2 separate regions of the Arachis hypogaea genome follow, and region 1 is linked to region 2. A link is a contact called in public Hi-C data. All regions are on one chromosome and are shown on one strand. Each heading gives the region's core, a stretch centred on a gene start, on an enhancer-like site or on the middle of the called end of the contact. The rest is flanking DNA. Distances are from core to core; before and after follow the strand shown. Region 1 holds the start of LOC112790684 (inositol oxygenase 2). Region 2 holds the start of LOC112770815 (transcription factor RAX1-like).

Evidence for each region. A called contact is a pair of places that touch in the nucleus more often than the background predicts.
Region 1: a Hi-C map of an unstated tissue shows a contact between it and region 2, with 4 times the contacts expected there. The contact joins the promoter of LOC112790684 here to the promoter of LOC112770815 in region 2. A contact is called at or near these places in 2 of 8 Hi-C or Micro-C datasets (leaf and an unstated tissue).

The regions. Positions count from the first base shown.
Region 1 is chr3:80,105,908-80,111,634 of arahy.Tifrunner.gnm2.J5K5, forward strand. It overlaps LOC112790684 (inositol oxygenase 2), which reads left to right and starts at 2,711. Exons shown (of 11, transcript XM_025833202.2): 1 at 2,711-2,975; 2 at 3,099-3,237; 3 at 3,580-3,661; 4 at 3,758-3,962; 5 at 4,190-4,249; 6 at 4,341-4,393; 7 at 4,500-4,622; 8 at 4,721-4,790; 9 at 4,915-4,993; 10 at 5,075-5,156; 11 at 5,276-5,538. The coding sequence starts at 2,945. The coding sequence ends at 5,302.
Region 2 is chr3:79,616,979-79,623,440 of arahy.Tifrunner.gnm2.J5K5, forward strand. LOC112770815 (transcription factor RAX1-like) reads right to left here and starts at 3,994. Exons shown (of 3, transcript XM_025815228.3): 1 at 3,703-3,994; 2 at 3,484-3,613; 3 at 2,924-3,402. The coding sequence starts at 3,838. The coding sequence ends at 2,937.

The sequences.
Region 1 (5,727 bases), core at 1,461-3,960, 490 kb after region 2:
TACGTAACTTTCATATGCCTCTTTGCATGAAGTATAAGTGTGTTGAGCTCGGTAAGAGCTCGTTGAACAATTTGGACCCTTTTTTAATCCTTCTGACAGAGATAACAAAACATCATTGGACAGTTTGGGAGGATAGAGAGTCCATACTCGATAGTAAGGACAAAAGAGAAAAAAATATATATAGGGAATTAGGGATCATGTTACCAAAACTTCAATTTATTCGTATTCCATTCTGCGAAAAACATTTCTCGTATCATATCTCTCGACATTATACACTTAATAGTACACGTTTCATTTTATAGCACAGTATCTTCATATTATTGGGTATGGTTCAAGGCGTGTTATTTAACATGTGGATCTTATTGAAAATTTGGATAACATATGTACTTTTTTACTTTTGGTGGCATTTAACATGTGAACTTAATTTTCCCTAACCGAAAATGTCGAATATAACGCAGTCCACATATATTAATTTATCAGGTTCTTCGCTGTCTCACTCTCAGATCCATGAAAGGAAAAATGCTGACTCAATTCCAGATTAAAAATTCAGTTAGAATTATCACTCATTTTGTATTTTCCATAACTAGTACCTAGGCAAAAATTATTTATATTTTCTGTTCTAATAATTTAAATTTTCAAAAATAATTTATAAGAAATTAATAGTTAACTTATCCGCGTACTGTCAATAAATTATGTTTTGTTTAAAATAATTAGTACATGAAATTTAATTGTACAAATAATCTAAAATCTAAGAGAGATTGTCATGCCTCATGACTCACGGAGCCAAATGCAGAATGAGATTGGTAGCGTGTTTGCAATGCATGGCAGCTAACAGCTGCTTCCTTGGAATTTTTCATTTAAATAAATAACGAAAAAATAATTTATTCTAAAAAATCGCAAGACCGAATTTTTTTTTTTAAATTTACCAAACTCTAAAAATTAGATGTATATTGCATTCTTTTTAATAAGAGAGTTCAATACAATAGATAGAGCAAGAACAACCACAAGCTAATAAAGAAAAGAAAAAATTCCAAAAAAATTCATCAACTATTTTTAGCGTTATTCCTTTCTACAGTGTATTCTTAACTTTGTACTGCTAATTGTGTATTCGTAGAAACATTTCCAACTACTCTAATCTTTTATTATTATTCTCCAACAACAACAACAGTGCTCTTTAATTTTTTTTTTGAAAATAATACGTTTTTTATTACTAAAAAAAATCTTATCATATATGTTTTTATATTATTTATATTTTAAGTGCATCCACATGACCACATCTAACATATGTATTTGGGTAATTGATCCAAATGTCATCAAATAGATTAAAACATAGTTTTGGGTTTTTTTTCTTGAATACTAAAATAAATAAAAAATTGATCTTAATATATTTTCATCACGAGAAGATTTGGGGTTGATAATGTGTTTGTTTGAGCGTTATTAAGTTGATAAAAATATTTTTTTAACATATTTAAATTTTTAGTAGTAAAATAAAAATACTAAAAAAATAAAAAATATATTTTTTGACAAGTTATAATTAACATAATTTTAAAAAAAAAATTTTTTTTAAAAAAATATATTTTTCACCTAATAAATAAACAAAAAAATACTTTTATATGGTTATACTCAAACATAATTAATAAATAAATAAATTTTTATATAAAATATCTAAATATAAAATTACTTTTATTTTTTTATAAAAATTAAAAAAAAAAAGAGAACTTACAAAATTTTTTTTAACTCACCAAAAAAAATCTTTTTACATGGTTATAAAGGAATGCTCATAACTCATAAGTTTTATGATATGATATTTAATGAAACAAGACTTGGTACTTAAAAACGGGCGGAAAGGTCAAAAGATGAGTCTGTTGTGAGTAGATGCTTCGTCAGACCAAACAATGCAACTTTCTCAACTTGAAGATATGATTTGCACGTAAGGCTGACTCATGCACTTCAGTTTAAGATTATTTATTTAGGATAGGCAACTCCTCCAGCAATCACAAATTTCCTTTACAACCCTTTTTTGGGATTAAACCGAAATTCCATAAAATCATTCCTTTTCTTTGCCAGCACAGTAACAGCTCTAAGCCTCTAACCATAAATGGATAAATCTTGAAAATATGATAAGTATTTACTTGATACAATTAGACAAATAGACAAAAATTAAAAAAGGAAAAAAGTGATTGTTTGATCTTTTATTAAATTTAGAATATAATTTTTTTTTTGGGGTTTGACAAAAGGCCAAGCTGGGATATTTATGTTAACATATAGAATAACGGATATAAATCATTAGGAATTTAAGAATTTAACTCCTCTTAGCACTGATTAATAAGTACTAGTGTGTAGTATCATTTTTTTTTCTTGTACACTAATAATCATGTGAGAATTTTCAACAATATCGCTGCACATACATTTTTTATAATAGATATTATTTTGACATCAATTATTTTTAATAATTAATATATATTTTTATTTTTTAATTAAAAATATTTAAATATATAATTAACTGCTAATAATAATATTTTTATACGAGTGTTAAATATTTTGGTGCATGAATAGTGTTATTAAATTTATTATTATTATTATTATTATTATTATTATTATTATTATTATTAGTGTAGAGGATATTCTAAGGAGAGTGGTGTAGGCGCGTAGGGATTATAGGATTACTTTATAATGCGAAAAATATGGTCAACGTCAGCAGTTTAAGATTGTATTTGATTTGATTTGATTACAAGTTGCTAAAGATAGAAGTACGGTTTTAAATTTTTCAGTTGAGGACTCCGAGATTCCAAATTCTCCGTCAAGGACATTTTGTTATACTATATAAGCCCCCTTCTCAACTTGTTGCCACACCCACATTTTATTTCGATTTTTTCTCCTTCCTTTCTTGTTTGCTTTATTTCTGTTATCTCTTGTGTGTTACGCTGCTTCTTTGCAATCCAAGATGACTATTCTCATTGAGCAACCTATCTTCGGTATGATATGATTGCGTTTCTCACTTATTTATTTATTTGATTTTGACTTTCCGGATTCATAGTATAGCACAAATGCTCCATATCAAAATCATGACTAGTATCACATTGTGGCATATTCTTCAGATTCACAATTTGACGTGAAGAATGTGGACTCTAACGAAACCAACGAGCTTGTGTTGGATGGTGGATTTTCAATGCCAAAGGAGGTGTCTCAGAATGGATTCGCAACCCCAGAAGTGAATTCATTTGGCCATTCCTTCAGGTTTCGACTCTATTTTCTATTCCCAGGGACACTAATAAAAATATAATTTATTTTTTATTTTTTATTATTTTTGTTAATTTTTTATAATTATATTTTTTATTATTATATTTTCTATCTCAAATTTTTTGAATGAAAATAAATTAAATTTTTATAATTTATTTTAGTTTATCACGAAACAAAATACAAAAATAGAAAATTTTATATATCTGTCCTTTATATCTTGTTTTCAATGCCTTATCTTATCTTATTCTCATAAATAACTGCAACCTAGTCGTCTTTTCTTGTGTCTTATGTTTATAATAATAACGCTAATGCGGCGAGCCAATGGGGATGATTTGGCAGGGATTATGATGCTGAAAGTGAAAGGCAAAAGGGTGTGGAGGAATTCTATAAATTGCAACACATCAACCAGACATATGACTTCGTAAGCAAACTTCATATTTTCCCAAAAAAATGTGTTTATTCTGTCACATGAATGATCAATGATGACCAAGATTTCATTTGTTAAACGCTTTTGCAGGTGAAGAAAATGAGGGAGCACTACGGAAAATTGGACAAAGCTGAAATGGGCATATGGGAATGTTGTGAGTTGCTTAATGAAGTGGTAGATGAAAGCGATCCTGATTTAGATGAACCTCAAATTCAACATTTACTTCAATCTGCTGAAGCTATTAGAAAAGATTATCCTAATGAGGATTGGTTACATTTGACTGCTCTCATTCATGGTACATACACTTGGATATTCCTTTTGTGTAAGCTTGGTTAACAGGGCAATTAAAAATTTTGGCCGACTCATGCATATCCTTCTTTCCTCTATTATGGTCAAACCTACCTTGGATATCTTGGTCCCCATTATACATGAAAAACAAGACTGCTACTTTTGTTTAATGAGTGAAACTGCAGATTTTAGACAAATTTGGGATTAACAAATGGTTCTTTTGATTTATTTCAGATCTTGGAAAGATTCTTCTACTTCCTCAATTTGGTGAGCTTTCTCAATGGGCGGTTGTTGGTGAGAACTCTTCCTTAATTAGCTTAAACCTTGTATGAATATTTTTTCTTTTCTTCAATATTTCAACTGAATGATTATAAATACATTGTAGGAGATACATTTCCGGTTGGTTGTGCCTTCGATGAAGCAAACATTCACCACAAGGTAAACAATTTCTTTTTTTATAACATAAATTTCAACTGAACTCTTCCTTTGCTTTTATTTTTTCCTCTTAAATTAATCGTTGATATAAATTTCTTTCTTCCTGCAGTATTTCAAGGAAAACCCTGATATCAAAAATCCTGCATATGGCACAAAGGATGGAATCTACACTAAAGAATGTGGACTCAATAACGTAATGATGTCATGGGGACACGATGATTATATGTATTTGGTGAGTCTTTATAGAATTCATGATTTATAATGTTTATGTATTAACTTGTTCTTTTCTTTATTAGGATTTTACTAAACAGTACATTTTTGAATATATAGGTTGCTAAGGAAAATGGCACTACTCTGCCTTCAGCAGGATTGTTCATTATTAGATATCACTCTTTCTATCGTAAGCAATTTCATTATGTGCTATATAAATATATATTATTGTTCTATCTAAATCTTGTGTTATAATGACTAGGTGTTCTTTGTTATGCAAATACAATAACCCTATATGATGTATATTATTGCAGCTTTACACAGAGAAGGTGCATATACACATCTCATGAATGATGAAGATCGTGAAAACTTAAAATGGCTACACGTATTCAAGTAAGCTCTTGTCTAACTTAAATCTATATTTTCAGGGTCACATCTTTGACCGCTACTTACATTACTCATAATTTTGTGCAGCAAATATGATCTGTATAGTAAGAGCAAAGTCTTAGTTGATGTAGAAAAAGTTAAGCCATACTATCAATCTCTTATTGCGAAGGTGAAAACAAATTTGAGTAATCTTTGTTGATTTATATCTATTTCTATTGTTTTAATATCTCTCTTTTTTTTTGTTTAACAATTTTTGGATTCTTCTCTTGTTTTTAAAATGGCTTGCAGTATTTCCCAGCAAAGCTTAGATGGTGAAACTTCAATATGATGGATGGAAGCCAAGAGGGAATTGAGTTGTTTTTTGTTTTCTTGAAACCATGTTACAAAATTTGTTGAAAGCTGAAATTGATCAATCCGTCACGTTTATCCAGTCTTTAAACATTGAACTACTGTATTAGCATATTGCGAAGAGCATATTGTACATGCATTGTGTATTAGCATATTGCGAAGAGCACATAATAAATTATATACTATTCATATAGTTCTTTCAAGGTTCAAATGATTCAAGCTTTAGTTGAGATAATACGAGTCATGACCCTTTTAAATCTTTTATAAAAAAATAGTTCAATTGGCTCACATATTTTACTATTATCTAAAATATCTAAATTTAATTTTCATCTTTTGTTTTAATTGTACAATAATTTTTAATTTTAAATATTAAAAATATATTAGATTTAGAA
Region 2 (6,462 bases), core at 2,744-5,243:
TGTAAGCTTCTATAACACCATTTTAAGACTTTTGGGTCTAGTTTTGAGTATTAGAACATGGGATATAACTTAAGGGTTCTAGTATATGATTTTATGTTAAATTTGAAAATGGAGGCCTAGATTTCTCGCGTGCTGAGAATGGTTTGACGTCAGGTGAAGGATGCTTGGTATATGAGATGAGGAGTAATGAACTTTTGATATTTGGAAACTGAGTTATGAATGGACAGTGGTTGAGATGAGTCAGGGACTCGGATTGAGATGATGGATCTCTATATACTAAAAATGCTTTCTGCAAACCACAAAATAATGTTTTTACTGAGATTATGAGACGTTATGCACTTGGCAGGGACGGTGGTTAATCCCGCCTGTCGAGGTAGCGGCGGTGGCGTAAGGACGGTAGTTAATCCCACTTACATTGAGATGTGAGGTCTGAGGCAAAAGTATCCCACTCGCATCCCTTTGGAACTATAGAGCGTGCAGGCGCCGGTACCTGCACAATGATCCGAGCACTATATCTCGGGGGTTCCCATATGAGAATTCCGTAGGGCGACGTCTCCATGGAGATGTGTCGAGTTGGCAGTTGAACCGACAATGTGATATCACAGCCAGTAGGGTAGGCATTCATCATATGCATTTTCTATCTGCTTGTATGCTTTGTTTACTTGTAATGGCTTGCCTAATTGAATAACATGCTTACTTGCTATCTGAATTATTTGCCTTATATGCTTCTACTTGTGCTTTACTTGCATTGTATATTACCTGTGTTTTCTACTGGAATTGAGGAGGTTCGGAAGGCGGTGGCGATGGGATTGCATGGAGGATCGGTTGGTGAAGGCAGTGGGACAGCGGTGTTTCGTTAGAGTAGAAATCCCCTAAGATGGATTACTTGGTTTATTTAAGTCAATGTTGATATATTATGCTTATCTGTTTCAGAATGCTTAAGTAATGAAATCTTGTGATTGATATGGAGCTTAGGATTGCCTTTGGCATCCCGAGGTCTTATGTCCTACATCACTGGGCACTGTTACTATATTGAGAACCTCCTATTCTCATACTATATTTTTGTTGTATTTTTCAGATGCAGGTCGCAACCCACCTCGGTGAGTTATTTTGGATGGTGACAGAAGCGGAGGATCTTGGATTCTTTTGGAGTCCTTTTAGTTTATTTTGTTTATACATCTCTTCTTTTGTATTTTGGTTTGCCTAAAGGCATATATATGAGAGAACAAAACTTGTATAAGCTGTTTTCACTGTATGGTTTTATATACTTGTATATGACTAGCTGGCTTAAACTCCACGAGTTGTGACTAGTTTCCTATGATATTATATACTTATCTTTTGTCATATCTTATTGGTTTCTTGTGCCTTAAGCTAGTAGCTTCGTTAGTACATTTTGCGCTTTTAAAAATCCTGTTTTGAGCTATATCCTTCATCGGGCTTGTAGACTATACTATTCTTTCTATATATATATATTAGGTATAAGCTTAGAAACTATCATAATCTCTGATTAACTTTTGCTTTACAACGCGGGGTAAGGCTTAGGCTAATTAGGATGTTAGAGTAACAACCAATTTTAAAGCTCTTCTAGTTAAACTATTCACACCAATAAGAACAAGCACGTATATCTTAAAGCCCTAGTTACACTATCCATTGAATTGCATGAAAATAACAACAAATTTCATTCCAAGGCCTAGTTATACTGTAAAAATCATTCACAATAGTTCAATCTACTAAACGAAGCAAATCAATCCAGTAAAACTAAAATGCAACTAGAAGAAACGCGACATTGCAATATTTTAAATGAATAGTAATTTTCTCATACCTTTGGTAGTCTTTGTTGCTGTTTTCGTTTGTTTCTGGTTGTTGCTTGCGAAATCTTCTTCTGATTCCTTTCCAATAGTGGTTTCCACAGAGAATGTGATTGAAGTTTGAGTGATGTTGAGAGAAATTCGAAGAGAATGAGTGTTTTTGTGTCTTGGATTCGTATTGAAGATGCAACGTTTTTTCATAATGAAGTGCAAATGGAAAAGGAGGGGTTTCTTTTGTCTCTGGCGCGTGTGTTTCACTCGCCATTTAATGCGCCTGATTCTATTTGGGCTTGAGTCAACTTGGTTATATGGTTATATGGATGTGTAGCAATCCAGAATTTATTATTAATAAAAAAATTTTAAATTTTTTTATTTAATCAATATAAAATAAATGTATTAAAAATTTAAATATTTATATTTTTAATAAAAAAAATTTTAATTTATTATCTTATCCGATCCCGCTACGTTACCAACAGCATTTCTGCCAACATCTACCAACTTTTATTTATAAGAGTATTTAATGGAAGTGTCTTTGTGGATGTGTCTAATAAAAATGTTTTTTTTATAGCTATGTTTAATAGAAGTGTCTTTATAAATATATTTTTTAGATGTGTCTCTTTGTATATGTATTTAAAATATAATAATTAATCATTATTGGTAATAAGTTGGCAGATAATATGTTGGTACCCTATACTTTTCCTTATCTTAACGTATCCTTTTAGCACACACGATCGTTAAACCCTTGTTTACAGGATGTGATAGATTGATACTTAGAGATTCATTTGTATAATATGTGAAGGTTATGGTTCAGGAAGCAGTCCTATAATCATAATGCATCCTCGATCTATTTATTATTAATGGTGCCCCAGAAAGAGACAAACGGTAGCTGTTAATAATTGTCAGATGGGGGGACCCTGGCATTGTTGGAAATTGTATATTTGAGCAGCCAACGCAACTTTCGTGACACTTTAATTTCAGGATCCTTTAACGTCCGCATATCGGTGTAACTTTCGTGTGACAATGAATGAATATTAAAGAGCACGACTAATAATATGCAAAAGGATACTAGAACTCTTAATTGAACTCAAATATCATTTCATTGCATCCTGCTATCATTAATATAATTGATTAGATATATGACGACGACGACGACGATGATGGGTCTAGTTGGGTGTTTTTATCTTGAGAATAAGCAAATCCATTTTGCACAATATCAAGCAAGAAGGAATCATCTTCTTCAGCATAATAACCAAGCCACTGATGACCAACATGATCTTTCTCTTTCATTACCAAGGGATTAGTAGCTGAAATGTCTGATTCCAAAGGCAGCATTTTTGATGGAACTGGGAATGGTGTTTGGTACAAATCCAAAACAGCAGACTCAAAACAAGTAGTTGGGGTGTTGTTATTATGATCAAAGGCTTCAACTTGAGGAGTGAAAGTTGGGAACTTTGAAGAAGCAGTGTTGAGGACAGTAGTGGCATTGGCAGTGTTTATTCCTCCTGCGAAGAACTTCTTCTTAAGCTTAGTGTTCCAGTGATTTTTGACATCATTATCAGTTCTTCCAGGTAGCTGAGCTGCTATAAGGGACCACCTTAACACACACAGAAACAACGTCGTAATACATAAAATGAATGAAGAAGATCCAAGTTAAGTAGTTGATGGTTGTTACTACCTGCTTCCAATGGTAGCATAAAGGGTGGAGATAAGTTTGTCTTCATCGTCAGTGAAAGCTCCATGCTTGATGTGAGGCCTGAGATAGTTGAGCCATCTCAGACGACAGCTTTTCCCGCAGCGTTTAAGGCCTTGATCATCATTAGTCAGATAGAAAGAGACAATGACAGGCAACAAACAAACAAACACAAGGAGGTAGATGAGAGATGAGATCTGAAACCTGCTTTGAGAGGAAGGGCTATCCAGTTACCAGCAGAGCCATGTTTGTTGAGGTAGCTTTTGAGTATTTCATCTTCTTCATGAGACCATGGCCCTCTTTTCACGTTAGCTTTGTCACAGCATGGACTTCTTCCCATTGCCACTCTCTCTGTCTTTTGTTAGGGCATACCACAACTAGAAGCTATTTAAATAGACCCCATTTTTTCAATTTTCAAGTGAGAACCGGTCAACCACAAGGTACAATCAAACGTAAGTATTTAACAGAAAAAGAAAAGAATAGTACTTTTTTTCCTTTTTTTTTTTTTTTGGTCATACAATACACCCACACACTAACCTAACAACTACATTAGAATTCGATCCTGATGTGACTTCATTTGAGGCAAACCTCTTTGCCATTACATCACATGCTTGAGCCACAAAAAGAATAGTCCTTAATACTCATCACCATATCAAATGGACCATGATTCATTCATCATCCAAAGTGGGCCACACTACCATGCCCAGCCCAATAGGCCATGATAACTGGGTGCCCCAAACATCTACAACAACACAAATGTGATAGACAGGATAGTTGACTGCTGAAGCAAGGGTTTGAAAAAAATAAAAAATAACAAGAGACACAGGAAACTATAATCTATAGATAGATACAAAAAAAAAAATGAGAAACTACACCTTAAAAATTAACTGATAAGAGAAAGAACCACTCTCTTTGTATACAACATCAAGCATTTCATACCACCGGGTGCGACTTTGAGCACCTCATAATATCCAAATCCCTAACAAATTCATTTTCTTTCCATGATGAATTCCCTCACTTCATTGAATAGTAAAAGGAAGGAGATGTGACTTATAACTTGATTAAACAAAACCTTTTGCTATGTTCTTTTCTTAATTAATTAATTTAAGAAAGTGGAAATATGATGGATTGTGCTACAGTGAATCTTAGACATCGATATGGAGGCATCACTCCAATCCAAGACACAAGAAAGTGGTACATCTTGGTGGGATTATTCCATCTTTTAGGAAAATGTCAATGACGTATAATAGTATATTAATATTCTCTTTCAAGTTTCAAGAGGTTATCTAGGATGGACTTAGATTAGATTACATTAAAGCGATGCACTGTATGGTATTAGTATTTGTATATTAGTCAAATCCATCAACATCTTATCTCTAAAGACCAAAGTGCAACAACCCCATGATCCTTGTCTGTTGTTGTTGAAGTTGAAGCGGCATTAATAATTTCAATTCATTTGGAACAATATCTTTTCTTTTTAAAGCCAAAACCTGTTGGCTTAGAACCAACAGTTTCCATCAACCGAGGGCATGCTTGCTACTTACTTACAATACTTTTTCTTTGGGTTTAATTCACTTTAATTTGATGCTACTCCGTACACTTTTCATTTCCTCTGCCCCTCCTCATCATACCAATTTCACAAGCCTTCTAATCACACTTACTTTTACTCATAACCAATGTTTAGCTTTGATTTCTTTCAATTTATCAACTATATATCATACTCAATAGAGATATAATATAATTAAAGAATTCTTTAATAATTCAAATTGAGGACTCAAATAGTGCTTTTATGGCCTTTCTATCAGGAAAAAAAAAAAGCAATTAACCGTCCAATGTAATTCTCAAAAATAGTTATAATAAAAGTGTAATTATCCGTGTTATGCACATGATAAGATTGAAATTATAATTTTAAATTATTTTTTAAAATTAATTTGAATTATAATAATTTGATTAATAAAAAAGTAGTATGTTATGCATTATTTGATTTTTTTTAATCTAGTGTTAATTGGATTAATTCTAAAATAGTTATTAATCAGTTTTAATAATCTATTTTTTTTAATAAATTAGATATATATACTGAATGTGATCATAAATAATATAATAATAGTCAAATTTACCAACAAATATATTAGCTATTATTACATTATAAAATAAATTAAATATAAAGACTATTATTAGCACTTATAAATCTATAAAATTGCACTGTCTTTGATTCCTGTAAGGGTTTACTTATCAAATAAACTTAAAATATGAACAAAAATATTTATAAAATGAACCTAACATCATTTGAAAGAATCATGGAAAATAATCAACTTACCTTATCATCCATGAGAATCATTTCTACGTAAGTCGTCTTGTTTTTATCAAATTTAGATGGGATTTTCCATAACCTTGTAATTCTTACATTTATTTTTCAAATTTTTTCATTACATAATCTACCACAGGTAATACTGTTGATAGAATTGTAATTAGTAGCCCTTAGGTATGAAAAATAATAAACAGAAGAAGATCTATGAGGTACGAATTTTCTAGATGATGAATAATTATAATAATTCACTATTAATCCTTATATTTATATATATATATATATATATATATATATATATATATATATATATATATATATATATATATATATATATATATATATATATATGAAAGAGCTAAAAGAGGAGATATACAAATATATATAATATTATTGCTATATAGGAAGCATACATAAATTGCTACATTTTTTATTATATTATACAACTTAAAATTATAGTATCATGTTATTATTAATTTTAGATACTTGCTATAATTATATCAAATTTAATTATGACTCTCAATAAATAAAATAGATAATATTCAATATTATTTTTTTTCTTTTTTATATTCAATATTTACTGTAAATATAAAAAGTAAAATAATTAATGAAAAAATATGAGTAGAAAATAAAATATATTTAATTAAAATAAATTCAAT